2 separate regions of the Macaca mulatta genome follow, and region 2 is linked to region 1. The links are chromatin contacts, called in public Hi-C maps. All regions are on one chromosome and are shown on one strand. Each heading gives the region's core, a stretch centred on a gene start, on an enhancer-like site or on the middle of the called end of the contact. The rest is flanking DNA. Distances are from core to core; before and after follow the strand shown. Region 1 holds the start of STXBP5L (syntaxin binding protein 5L). Region 2 holds the start of GTF2E1 (general transcription factor IIE subunit 1).

Region 1 (6,021 bases), core at 2,012-4,511:
AAAATTTTCTGATTCCTAGGCCAATGCTCTTCCTATTATGCCATATGTTTTTAACTTCTGCCACTTCCTATGACTATCTATTACCTGAGTAAATGGGAAGATAACTATGTATTCCATTCTCTCTTGCATTCACCCATTTTCCTTAAGTTTTTTATTTAAAACCTTCTCTACAAGCTTTATGACCTCAACAGCCCAATGCCATTCTGTTTCAGAAGTCTACCTTTCCTATACTAATTTTACCTCTGGTAAAATTCTCCTGTATCACTGTCATATACATGAATTGAGAGAATTTGGAAAGTATTTTCAGAATCTGATCGTGAAAATTGCAAACACTTCGAAGATTAAAGAATCAGGGCATAATTCCCCTGCCTAACAGTTCAAATTTGAACTCCAGGACTCTTTTACATTTGTCTCATAACCACTATTAAGACCTTCCTTCATCTAACAGAATATCTGTTATTTCCTATTGAGGAAAAAAATCATTACTGTTCACAAATTTCACAAAGTAGCTTAGAATTAAATCTGTCTATCTAACTTAACTCTAAATAAACTTGTTTTTATGAAAACTAATAACTATAGTTATTAGTTTATTAATTAGTTTATTATTAAATACTAAAACTATTTAATGTTTTCATAATGACCCTGTCAGGAATATAGGCTGAGGCAGTGATTGAAATATATCTCATTATACATGTATCACTTGTTTACCACAAAAATAATTTTAATAATTTCAAAAAACTTTTCTTTTGTGACAGTATTTTAAAAGTTGTTAATTTCTGTAATTTTGCAAGTTTTCTATTTCTTCTTATGTAGCCAAACACATTTACAAAATTATATTCATTTATATGACATAAATAACTTAGTAGCTTTTGTTGCATATAATAGGCACATTCCAAGACAACTCAAAAAGTGGCAATAAAATTATAAATCACTTTATATCATAAAATAAAACAAATATAGCAATAACGATATCTCTATGCATTAACCTAATGCTTGTTTTATAAATTCTCATCTTCTCTACCTATCAGAAACTCTTTCTTTTGCATATTCACTAGAATTCAATATTGAAGTATAATTACATAAAATGTTTTTTCACTAAACTAGAACACTGGCTATTTTTGAGTTCTTACAACTATAACAAGTTCTTATAAGCCTGTGCATTTGTCCGTTTGTGTATTTATGAAGAGTTTAAGAATGTGGAGGTGATTTTATTCAGAATTTTAAAGCAAAGTCACTGGCCCCTTTAAAATGGACATATTTTTCTATTATCTATTTAATCCTAGCAACATGCTAGTAGCTTTATTCATTTCATACTGAACAGTGAAATAACAATTATTTTCTCTGACAACACACAAAAAAATGACTATTTCTTTCTTCAGTTAATATAATACAAAAATATTAAAAATTCCGTCCACTATTGGATCTTAACATTATCTTGCAAATTCTACTTTTTGTGTGTGCTCATTTCCCCCTTAAACTATTATCGCTTTTTAAGTTGACGCCTAAAATATCTATTCAGCCAAACTGATTTACCCACAGAGCTTTCTGCAGCAGACTCTGATGCTGACATCTCAACAGTTTCCTGTTCCTGGTGTGTTTTTCCCTCCTTGTTTCCTCACAACAGTATAATAAAGAAATAATAGGCTTTAAGCCAATTCAAAGCTTACCTTGCAAATCTGGAAATACTCTGAAGTCAAGGTTTCCTGAATTTCCTCTCTGAGAACCCCTGCAGTCCCCGCGGGAGGTACGGAACCACTTCCAGCCCCACCACCACTGTTACTGCCACTGCTGCTACCACTGCCAGGGGAGGAGGCAGTTAAGCCATCCAAAACTTTTCGGAAATTAAACTTCTTCATTTTAAACACTGTTGAGAAATTCAAAGGAAAAAAAGGGAAAGGGGTGACTTAACACATGCAATTAGACCTTGGTTTTTTCACTAGTCAAGACCTTTCTCTTTTCACTAGTCAAGTCAGTTCCCATTTTACGAGCATTGGTTATAACCGACTGGAAAAGAGTCAGGCTTCGTTTGCCAAATTTTAATTCCAAAAAGCATATCCTTTAAAAAAAAAAAAAAAAAAGATAAATATAACACAACTCCAAAAGCAACAGTATTCCCTCCTCATACATCAGATATTCAAGGACTGTATCCCCAGCTGTAACTACGCTTTATCAGCACTGGGGTAAAAATAAAAGGCAGTGTCATCATCGTCATTAGCATTATATCATCATTATTATACAATCAAACCAGAGTTCAACAGAACAAGACTCCGTCTCTCTCTTAAGGGCGGGCTTTCCTTCTTCGAAACGTTCAGCTCAGAATATTTTATTTTCAGAAAAACGATGTTGGGGGAGCCGGTATTTACTCTGCCACCACCTTCCGGGCTCTTCCCCCATCAGCTTCAACGCTTCCTTTTTTGTCACTATGAAAGGCAGCGGGGGGGAGGGATACTTTTTCTAGTCCCCATCCCCTAGCAGCCCGGACCCCAAAACATCTGCGAGTGACCCACAGCAACAGCTGCCGGGGGGGAGGGGAGAACGGCGACACCGTCTGCTTCCACTTGTCCCTCCGCCTCCCCCTCACCTCCCCATCATCTCCCTCCCCGCGTCCTCTTTCCACCCTCTCCCCATCTCCTGCTCCCCTCCCTCCACCTCAGCCCGCAGCCGCCGCCGCCGCGCTCTCGCGCCTGTTCGCCCTCCCGCCGTCCGCTCTCTCCGCTGCGCGGCGGCCGCCCTCGGGGGACGTGAAGCGGTGGCGGCGACGGCTGCGGCCCGAGTCCCGCGTCAGTCTTCTGGGCGCGCAGAGCCGCCGCTCCCGCTGTCCCTCCCTCAGGCCAAGCGCTGAGGCGCGGGGCTCTCGCCCGCGGGCGCGCGAACACACAAACACCTCACACCAAGGCATTCGCGCGCCCAGCCAGAACACACACAAACACCCTCAACACGGGCATTCGCGCGCTGGTGCGCTCGGTGTCTCTCTGTCTCTCTCTCTCTCAAACACACACATACACACACACTCACAGACACACACAGGTGCAAAGGGAGCCACGGCTGGACGGCGGCAGCGGCGGCGGCGTCCCAGAGGGATGACTATCTGACCCAGGACTTAGGCACCTTCCTCAGACGCCACTCGCCGCCTGCCAGCCCGGGAAGCTGAGGGGGCCGAGGGAGGAGGGCTCGAAGGCGTGGGTCCGGCCCGGCTCCAGCCGCTTCTCTGGTCCCTGTGGTCGCGGCGCCTGGCGCTCTCCGAGGTCCTAACCGAGCAGTCAGGCTCCAGCGCAGGCTCCGCCCTCCCGCCGTGGGAGGCAGACCCCGCCCCCGGGCCGGCCTCTAGTTCGCCCCGCCCTGCTTCTTCCCTGGCAAAGCTGGGCGGTGAAGGGGGCGGAGTGCCCGGTACGTCGAAGGGCGGGAGTAGCTTCGGCGCCAATCCTAGATTCGATAGGGTAAGTTCCGCGGTCTCCAGGGCGGAAGATAACTGTGGATAGGCCGAAGGTAAAGCCAATGACAGCGGGAGGGGAGAATTTACAGAAGTAGGTGAGGTATTTGATTGACAGCGGTATTGGCCAGTATGCTGGGGGTCGTGCTCTGGGGGATGTAATTGGCGCTCCCTGTTGAAGGACGCAAGTGTGAATCAATAGAATGCCTGCAAGCGTGCGAATTTGGGCGCCTGGAGTCTGAGGCTGCGGGGAAGGTTGCTTACCTTAGGTATGGCTCTGGACAGTATGGTGAACTGGGCGAGTGTTTTGCACCTTTTCATTTCTACGAGCCTCTTCCCGCTCTTCAGGAGCATCTATCTGACTCCTGTAACTCTCCTGCCACCTGCACTCAACTTGTATCTGTGATTAACCCCTGCCGTTACCTAATAATGGCTTAATAGTTCGTATCTGCCAGACAGAATTGTATTTCAATGGTTTCAGAATATATAGCCTTCTAGAGCCTAAGGAATTGATTGCTCACCTTGCTCTCTAGTAAGTAGAATTACTCCTTCCCCATCATCCTCACATATGCAAAGATATCTATTTAATTTCTTTAAAGAAATATTTTTCACTCTGTAAACCGTATCAAGAATATATTTAAGCTATCTCTGTGAGTCACAATAATCATTTTGAAAGATGGATTATTCAGTGCAGAAAAAAAAAAAAAAAAAACTGTATCAGGATAGACTTGGCTCTGAGCCCTCACCTGCTATTGAATTGGGGAAAATTTGGACCCCGATGTCTTTGCAAAATGAAGGGCAGTTCAGCGGGCCACAGCTAAGTGAGACTTCAATTTGGGCATCACAACAGAACTCATTAGTGATCATTTCAAGGAAGAGAGTGGGAAAGAGGAAGCAGGAGACTTGAAGGATGATGACTTGTCCAAGGACATAGGAAGGAAATGGTAAAGATGAAATAGAGCTCAGTTTTGCAGATCCTCAGCTCATTATTGAATCTTTCTGTCCTGAATAACTATTTCACTCCTTTTGGGACTCCCTACACTGCTGGTAGTCTCTCATTGCCACAGCTAGACAGTAACCTTCTTGAAGGCAAGCATGGAATTGTATATTTCCCTAGATTATTTAGCACCAGGCACAATATTTCACTTAAAATAGGCATTTAAAGGGTTTTGAAGAGTTGTTTTATTAATATTTTTTATCAGTTAAAGATATATGAGTTGGTACCCAATTGCACAATGTTTGAAAGGGGTAAAAATAATGGTGGAAACAAGTGCTATGTCTGACACAAACTAGATCTTGGTAGGGTTCCAAATTGTATATTGGGTCCCTAACAACAGGTTTCTTTTTACTCTTTTCCACCATTTTTTCTTCTCTTCTTCCTGGCCCATTGCCCACCTCAAAGTATGGATGCCAGTTAAGGCTAAAGCGTTTGCTTTCCTTGTTTTATGTCTGGCTTTTCTTTTTAAAAACAGAGGCAAGGAAGGTTATAATAAAGTGGCTGAGTTTTCGTTTTTCTAATAAATGAAAACAAGCCTATAGCAAGTAATGGTTTGATATTTTGATGGGAGTGAAGAAGAAGAAGAGCCCCAGTTCAGCAAAGTGAGATGTAATGTTTGCCAACAAAACCTCTTAAACTGATCATCACTAGCACCTTATTATCGCAAATTAAATAATGGTTTTTATTCTAAAAATTGGGGGAGAGCTGAGGAAAAAAAGTACACAAAAGATTGACAGAGATCCTTCTTGAGGACCCTGGAGAGAATTCAATAGACTGCCTGAGTTAAAAAAGAGGTGACAAAGTAGACGTCTCTTCAGATGGGACAACAAATAGGTATAGGAAGTGGGAGAAAAGCCAAGTCAAAACATATTAACTTTTCCAAATAAATATTGGAAGCCTAAAAAAATATGATCATTAGGATGCTTAGACTGTGGACTATTTGGTACTATTTCAAATATCTGTGTTCCTCCACAGTGAATAGCATAATGCCGTCTACATAATAAGTGCCCAGTTAACATTAATTTAAATGAATGGCAGCAAGTAAAAATCATAACATAATTGCAGTCTCAGAGAGCCTGTGGACAGAAGATATTGTGATGCCAATTCACAAACTGTGAGCAAAGGATAGAATTAAGCAAGAGGCAGAGTACATTGTGTAAGGAGACAGCAGAAACAATGGCCTAAAAATCTTACTAGGTGAGAGAAGCATAATGAAATACCTATGCAAGTAGATTTCATCCTCGATTAATTAAAAAGCAATAAGAAGTTATCTTATAAACCATCTGTTAACAGCAATGAGACCAGACCACAGCATATATTTTATAAATAATGTAAGAAACTTTAGAGTTGGATCGGGTAATGATAGTTGCAAACTGGAAGAATACTTTGTGGAGAGGAATGATTGAGGTACAGCTTCTGAATAAGGCTTGACTTCTTCCTAAAATGACAAGTATGAAGAACTGCAAGAAGAAAAATACTTTCAGCTTGATCCATGGAGCAAAATCATCAAAGCATTTAAATAAATCTAGTACATCGGAAGGATTTTTAGGATGTATGTTGAAAATACGTCACAACTCACTTTAAGTGTTTGTGA
Region 2 (6,808 bases), core at 1,190-3,689, 150 kb after region 1:
TAATACCTGTAATTGTAACACCTTGGGAGGCCGAGATGGGGGGACTGCTAGAGTCCAGAAGTTGAAGACCAGCCTAGGAAACACAGTAAGACCCCACCTCTATAAAAATTTTAAAACTTAGCCAGGTATGGTGCCGTGCACCTGTAGTACCAGCTGAGGTGGATCAACTGAGCCAGGAGGTCAAGGCTGCAATGAGCCATGATTGAGCCACTGCACTCTAGCCTAGGTGACAGGACATGACCCTCAAAAAAAAAAAAAAAGTGATTAACGGTCCCCTGCTCACACAGTTAATGTATGAACTCAGTGAGATAATTAATGCAAAGTGTTCTGCTTTCAGGGCTGGCATAAGAGTTCAATTCAGTACTGGCATTCATAATAAATCCCCTATTTAGAAAAACGACTCTTATACCAATATGAAGAATGGACTCAAATGGGTGAAGGTGGAGGCAATGTGGAAGTATTGGGTGTATAAAATCAAACTACGGAAGAAGGCAAAAAATTGCAAGAAGAGAACAGAATGAATGAAAGTTATTACAGAAAAAAAAATAACAAGGACCCAACAAAATATATTGGATACAGAATATGAGAGTAGGAAAAATCTTAAATAGCTCTGTTTTGAGCCAGTGTAGCTAGGAAAAGTACTGCCATGAGAAATAGGTGACACTTGAAGAGGAGCAGATATGGAAGAAATGAGGAAATCATTTTTAGAAGTGTCTCTGAGGAAATACCATAGGATATTCCTCTGAATATGCCCAGCAGGTAGCTGAACAAATGAAACTAGAGCTTAGGAATGAAATGAAGCTGTGCCACCTTGTTCAAAATCTGTGCATTCTAAAATCCTCCTTCCTGACCACTAACTTCTCTCCTCCACCACTTCCCACTCACACTGAATCTCCTTACTCAATCTCTAGAGGTCTTAGGTAAGAATTCTCAAACTGGCAGCCCCCCAACGCATTGTTTCACCCAAAGAAATGTTTCAAAAATTTTCTGAATTAGTTGTCAACATTTAAAAATTGTAAGAGTTCACATAAATTTCAACTTCCAGCTCCTCCTGAAAAATTGGAAATATCTGAGGAAAAAGTGAGCCCATGGTCCCACATGGAAACAATAAGCTGAAGACGAATAGCAGCTGGCATTATTAGGGAAGGAGTATGGCTGGTCTCTGGAGACTTCTGAGTGTGGTACCTCCTAGGACCTTTTGTTTCTTCCTTTGATCTTCATAGTCCATGAGTCATATCCCAGCCTCACCTCCCTACCCCAGTCCAGACACGTGTATTTTAATCATATAAACATTTAAGGACTATTGTGCACCAGACACGGAGCTAGAGAAACAAAGTTGAAAAGAATGCACCCTCTGCCCTCTGTCTACTCTGTCAGCCTCATATCCAGCCACACTAGCATATTCTCAATTCCATAAGCCACATGTGCTTTCCGTGCTTACCACAGCTTTGCACAAGCTGTTCCTTCTGCCCCTACAACTAAGCCAACCCCCTTCTCCTAATCATCCTTCAAGTCTCAAATGACGTTTCCTCATAGAGGCCTTCCCAGACTCCCCATTAGGTAGCGTACAATCATCCCCTCTCACATGTTCCATGGCTCTTTCTCCCTTCTTGTACTTTCTCCATGTCTATCTCTAAGACCAGACTTCATTTTGTTCACCAATTAATTTCCAGTATCTAGCACAGCCAGACAAGTACTTCCATAAAACTTTCCTTATGTGTCCTAGACACGTGTTGTTCCAACATGGCTCATTTTGCCAGCTTCCCCCCGCTTCACTTCCTCCACTCTTGCTTCCACGGTAGAATTGGACAGGCTATTGGGCACTCTCTTCTTAAATTTAAAACAGTTTTAAGCTGGAGGTGAGTGGATCAAATTCACGATGTTAAAAGTGTGCGCTGACTGCAGAATGGAGAAAAAAGCTGGATGCGAAGAGTCCAGTTAGATTACTTCAGTACACCACTACGCCAGTTCTAGAACAACCTGGGATTCTACACATCTAACTGCGGTGTTCTGGTACCACATTTCATGGCACTTTCCACGCCTTCACTGAACACATAGCGGCAAACTACCGCGAAACCTCCGGACCCAGCTGCCCTTCACGAGACGCGTTCGGTGATATGCACTCCTCCCCACTGCGAGACCCCGAGACCCCAAACTCCCTCGGACTCTCCCAGTTGGGTCTAGGGCCACACTCGGCGCACCCAAGCCCGCCCTACCCGAGGTCCCACACGGGCCGTTCCGGGGTCAATGGTTCTTTGGAGAACCAAGAGGACCAAGGCAAGAGGGTAATTCAATAGGGGAGGACAGTTAAGAGGGAGCGAAAGGAAGAAGAAATCATGAAATGCAATGCCCGGCCAGGGAACTCCGAACAAGGAACAGGGAACAAGGTTTACCAAAGCGAATCCTGGAACACTCCCACTACAGCTGCCCTCAGCTCTTCAACTACCGGCTTAAATGAGCCACGCCTCTTACGCGACAAAGAAAACGCACTATTCCTGCGACCATCTGGGGAAACACCCCGCTACCAGACCAGCCAATCAGCTCAGTGAAGCCTTCGATTCAGACAGTCACGCTCCGAGCGGCCAATGAAATTGAAAGCTCTGCCCTCCATGCCCAACTCTGATTGGCTTACAATCCCGGAACAGGCGTTAACCCAAGGAAGGCAGTGGCAAGATGGCGTCCCTGGATCGGGTGAAGGTACTGGTGTTGGGAGACTCAGGTGAGCGTCTTACCCCACCTCTGGGGCTACAGACACTTTTGAGTTACCCAGTAACCCTCCCCTTACCTTCCTTCCCTCAACTCCCTGGCTCTTCGGCCCGTGGCTGAAGTCCCTCCGAAGTCCTGAAGACTACACTTCCCAGGGGACTTTGCTCCGTGTGACGACGCGGCGGCGGCGGCGGCGTCGCGCGGGTGGGGGTCGCGGAGCCCGGGTCTTTTTCCTTCGCGGCTTTCCACATCAGTCTCCCAGAAGACTGCAGCCTGGAGTGTATTGTCAGTTATTTTATTTGGAAAAAAAAAAAAAAAAAAAGGCAGGCATTGAGTATTGTATGGAGTTCTGTGTTAAGGGTACAGAAGTTAGTAGGACCGTGCCTTCAAGAGATTTTGTTCATTAAGGAAGTCAAACGTGCACTGACAAACGTGAACTGGCAAGCGCTTCTCATACATTAACTCATTTAATTCTGAGATTAGTCCTATGATCACATTTTACGGATGAGAGTAGTGAGGCAGAGAGATGTGAGTGGCAGAATCCTTTTGAACGCAGAGTCCACAAACTTAAACGCTAAGTTATAAATACGCAGTGACGTATTGGGTGGTGGTCCTGTTTTATTCTTAACTGAGCTTCTTGACTTCCTGGTTCTCGTTTGATCTTCATTGAAAACCTATTATGTCCTAGACTGTACGATAGAGAAATTAAAGTAAGAGTTTTATTCTGAAGCAGCTAGGATTTAACGCTGAGCCGAATTTAATCCTAGTGTTAAAATTATTATTTTTTTTTATCTCAATGGATGCAAAGAAAAATTATTTTGACCCCTGGGACATTTGAGAACTACAGCTGACTTCTGGATTTCCAGCTCCCACCTCACTGCCCTTATCTTTTCTTCCATAATCCCCAGTTCATCTCTCCTTAGTAACTTCAATAAATGCTGAACTTGCATTTTATAGATGTGCTCTTCTGGAGTTGGCCTAAGAGCGTGTGTTGTGAGCAGAGACATTGTGCTAGATGCTTGGAGGTGGAGAGGCTTGAAAACTAGCTTAACAGAAACTAAATAAAATTGTGGCCGGCAAAGATAGGTTAAGACTGTTTTCACATTGCCCTGAGTATTATTTGCATTACGAAATATTTTACAGAGAGCATTATTTAATATTCCCCTAAGAAAGTTGCCTTTTGAAACTCAATGGACATAATCACAATTTATGTCGACTTCATTTCTATCAGGTAGCTTGAAGTGGTGCCAAAGTTAATTTAATAAAATCACTCAGTTTTACAGATAAAGAAAGTAATGGTGGCCTAAAGGGACTTAGCAAGAGTATCACTGAGTAGAATTTAGAATCCAGAACTAACAGACTTCTTCACGATATGTTAAGTGAGTGTTTTCTGTCCTCTATAATTCCATTTTCTGTTGTATGTAACAATCCCTTCATATTGCAAACTGCTGCAACTAGTCAATTTATTTTCTTTCCAGCAGGCACTGTATTAGGTTCTGGGGTTATAACTGTGGAATTAATGCATCATATAACAGGGGTAGAATTAGCTGCTACATTAAATGTGGAAAAGTAATCAGGCAATTGATAAGCTTCCCTACCCCCACCCCCCCACCCTTATGGTTTAGTTGTGAAGCAGAAGACACAGCTGTGATGGCCAGGAAAGTGATTGATATTGTCACACATTCACTAATGTTAACCTTTATGTGCAGATGTTGTCACACATTCACTAATGTTAACCTTTATGTGCAAAGTTAGTTATTGTCTTTTTATCTTTTTAAAAGGCAATTTTGTCAGTCTCCTTTTAACTGTCATTTAATAGTACACAGTCTGACAGGTTAGAATACACTTTTTACACTTCCTCTGCCTTTGTTGAAAGTTTATTTTTAAATAAAGACCATTTCCCTCATAAAATTTTGAGGGTTTCACAAATATATAAAGAAATGACTTAGCCAGACAAGGTGGCCCTTGCCTATAATCCCAGCACTTGGGGAGTTTGAGTCGAGTGGATTGCTTGAGCTTAGTTCAAGACCAGCCTGGGCAACATGGCAAGACCCTCTCTAAACCAAAAACAATACAGAAAGTTAGCCAGGCGTGGTGGTGCACGCCTGTAGTCCCAGCTACTCAGGAGGCTGAGGTGAGAAAATCAGTTGAGCCCGGAAATTTGAGGCTGCAGTGAGCTAGGATCGTGCCACTACGCTCTAGTCTGGATAATAGAGTGAGACCCTATCTCAAAGATAAAAATAAAAAGAAGAAAGAAATGAGTTGATATTTGGAGATTTGTTTTCTATCCTATTGAGATATTTGGTAATTTGGTGAAGAACCATGAAAGTCTCACTACCATCTGGTTTTCTCTTTCTTTCAGAGATTAGGGACTAGTTTAACATGTTACCAAATAGCTGTATTTGGAGCTGACATTTATTTATATTGGGACTTTTTTCCCCCCAAGTACGTCAAGTGCATTCTTTTGATCCAATTTAGTTCTAAAGGTGAACACATAGAGTCAGAAGCTCCCAAAATTCTTAAAGAAATGAAATTAGCCATTATTCCCTAGCACTTCAACTGTTCTTACTGTTTAGGGTTTCATCCCGTGTTAGCTAATACTTAATCACCCAAAGCAGTTAATTCATGGAGAGCTATACGATTTTACTGCCTAGAAATGTTTACCCTAACACAATTAAGCTAAACTAGGCCTCAAGTGTTGCATCAAGCAATTAAGTGGCTAGATACATTCCTTGAACATAAACAAACCTATTTACAAATACAGAATCAATGGTATATCCTAAAAGTTACAGATATCAGATACAATGCAGTAAACTCAATGACAAATATAATTTTGAGTGTTTAAAAATCTTGAATGTTTCTATGTAAAAAAATTAAAAGAATGAAGGGAAGCCTGGTAAAATGTTTGATTCAATTACACATACATAAAATGATTAATATATTTAATAGATAAAGAGCTCATATCAATTAACACTAAAACCCGGTAGATAAACGTACAGAACAGATCCACAGAGAATTTATGAGAGGAAAAACAACTGATTTGCCAGGATAATCATAATGATAATCTTTGATCTTTATCAGAAAGTAAAGAAATGCAGACTAAAGTAAGATGTCACTCCCCCCCGCCCCACTGAGATAGAGTGTTGTTCTGTCACCCAGCCTGGAGTGCAGTGGCCGACCTCAGCTCACTGCAGCCTCCACCTCCTGGGTTAAAGCAGTTCTCCTGCCTCAGCCTCCCAAGTTGCTGGGCTTACAGGTGCCCACCACCACGCCCGGCTAATTTTTGTATTTTTAGTAGAGACGGGCTTCACCATGTTGGCCAGGCTGATCTCGAGCTCCTGACCTCATGATCTGCCTGCCTCAGCCTCCCAAAGTGCTGGGATTACAGACGTGAGCCAAAGCGCCTGGCCAAGATGTCTCTTTTATTCCTTTATCAGGTTAACAAAGATGAAAAACCAACTACATGATACTGTTGAGGTGCAACAAGACCTGCAGGCTCAAGTGTATGGCTTATGGCAGCATAACCCCATGAAGTTATTTGTCAATACATATCTAGAACTTCAAATGTTTCCTTTTAAGTACTGAGTTTACTTCTGGGAAGGTATACTAAGGACATAATTTTAATTTTAAACAAAGGTTTAAACAGAAATAACCTTTCACTAGCATATCAAAAATTTCAAAACACCCTAAATATCTAATAATGGAAGAATGGTTAAGTAAATTTTTATGTCTACTCTTTGAAGTACTATGGAGATGCTTTAAATGTTTATGAAGATTTTGGAATAATATGGAAACTTTTAGTCAATAAATTCTAATTAAGGTTCTGATCTAAGTACTGAAGATAAAAAAGATGCATGAGAACCCTCAAGGAACTTAAAATTAAATACAGTTGATAAAACCTATAAACAAACACATATGATAATGTATTTTAAGTGCTCTGTAGGAAAATGTACAGGGTACAGTGGAGGCCCAGAGGATAGTGGATGTTATGCTTAGTTCTCCCTGTGTTGGGTCAGAAAATACTTTATAACTAGAATGATGCTGAGTCTCCAAAGGTAAATTCACCAGGCCAATGTGGGAGGGGAGGGAAAGGAGAGGATGG

The links. Hi-C and Micro-C count contacts between places; a contact is called where the count stands out from the background.
Region 2: a Hi-C map of fetal cortex germinal zone shows a contact between it and region 1, with 5 times the contacts expected there. The contact joins the promoter of GTF2E1 here to the promoter of STXBP5L in region 1. A contact is called at or near these places in 2 of 14 Hi-C or Micro-C datasets (fetal cortex germinal zone and fetal cortical plate).

Annotation. Positions count from the first base shown.
Region 1 is chr2:162,840,450-162,846,470 of T2T-MMU8v2.0, forward strand. STXBP5L (syntaxin binding protein 5L) reads right to left here and starts at 3,262. Exons shown (of 27, transcript XM_015129967.3): 1 at 3,109-3,262; 2 at 1,668-1,864. The coding sequence starts at 1,856.
Region 2 is chr2:162,994,368-163,001,175 of T2T-MMU8v2.0, forward strand. It overlaps GTF2E1 (general transcription factor IIE subunit 1), which reads right to left and starts at 2,440. Exons shown (of 5, transcript NM_001260889.1): 1 at 2,394-2,440. It overlaps RABL3 (RAB, member of RAS oncogene family like 3), which reads left to right and starts at 2,644. Exons shown (of 8, transcript NM_001194507.2): 1 at 2,644-2,719. The coding sequence starts at 2,674.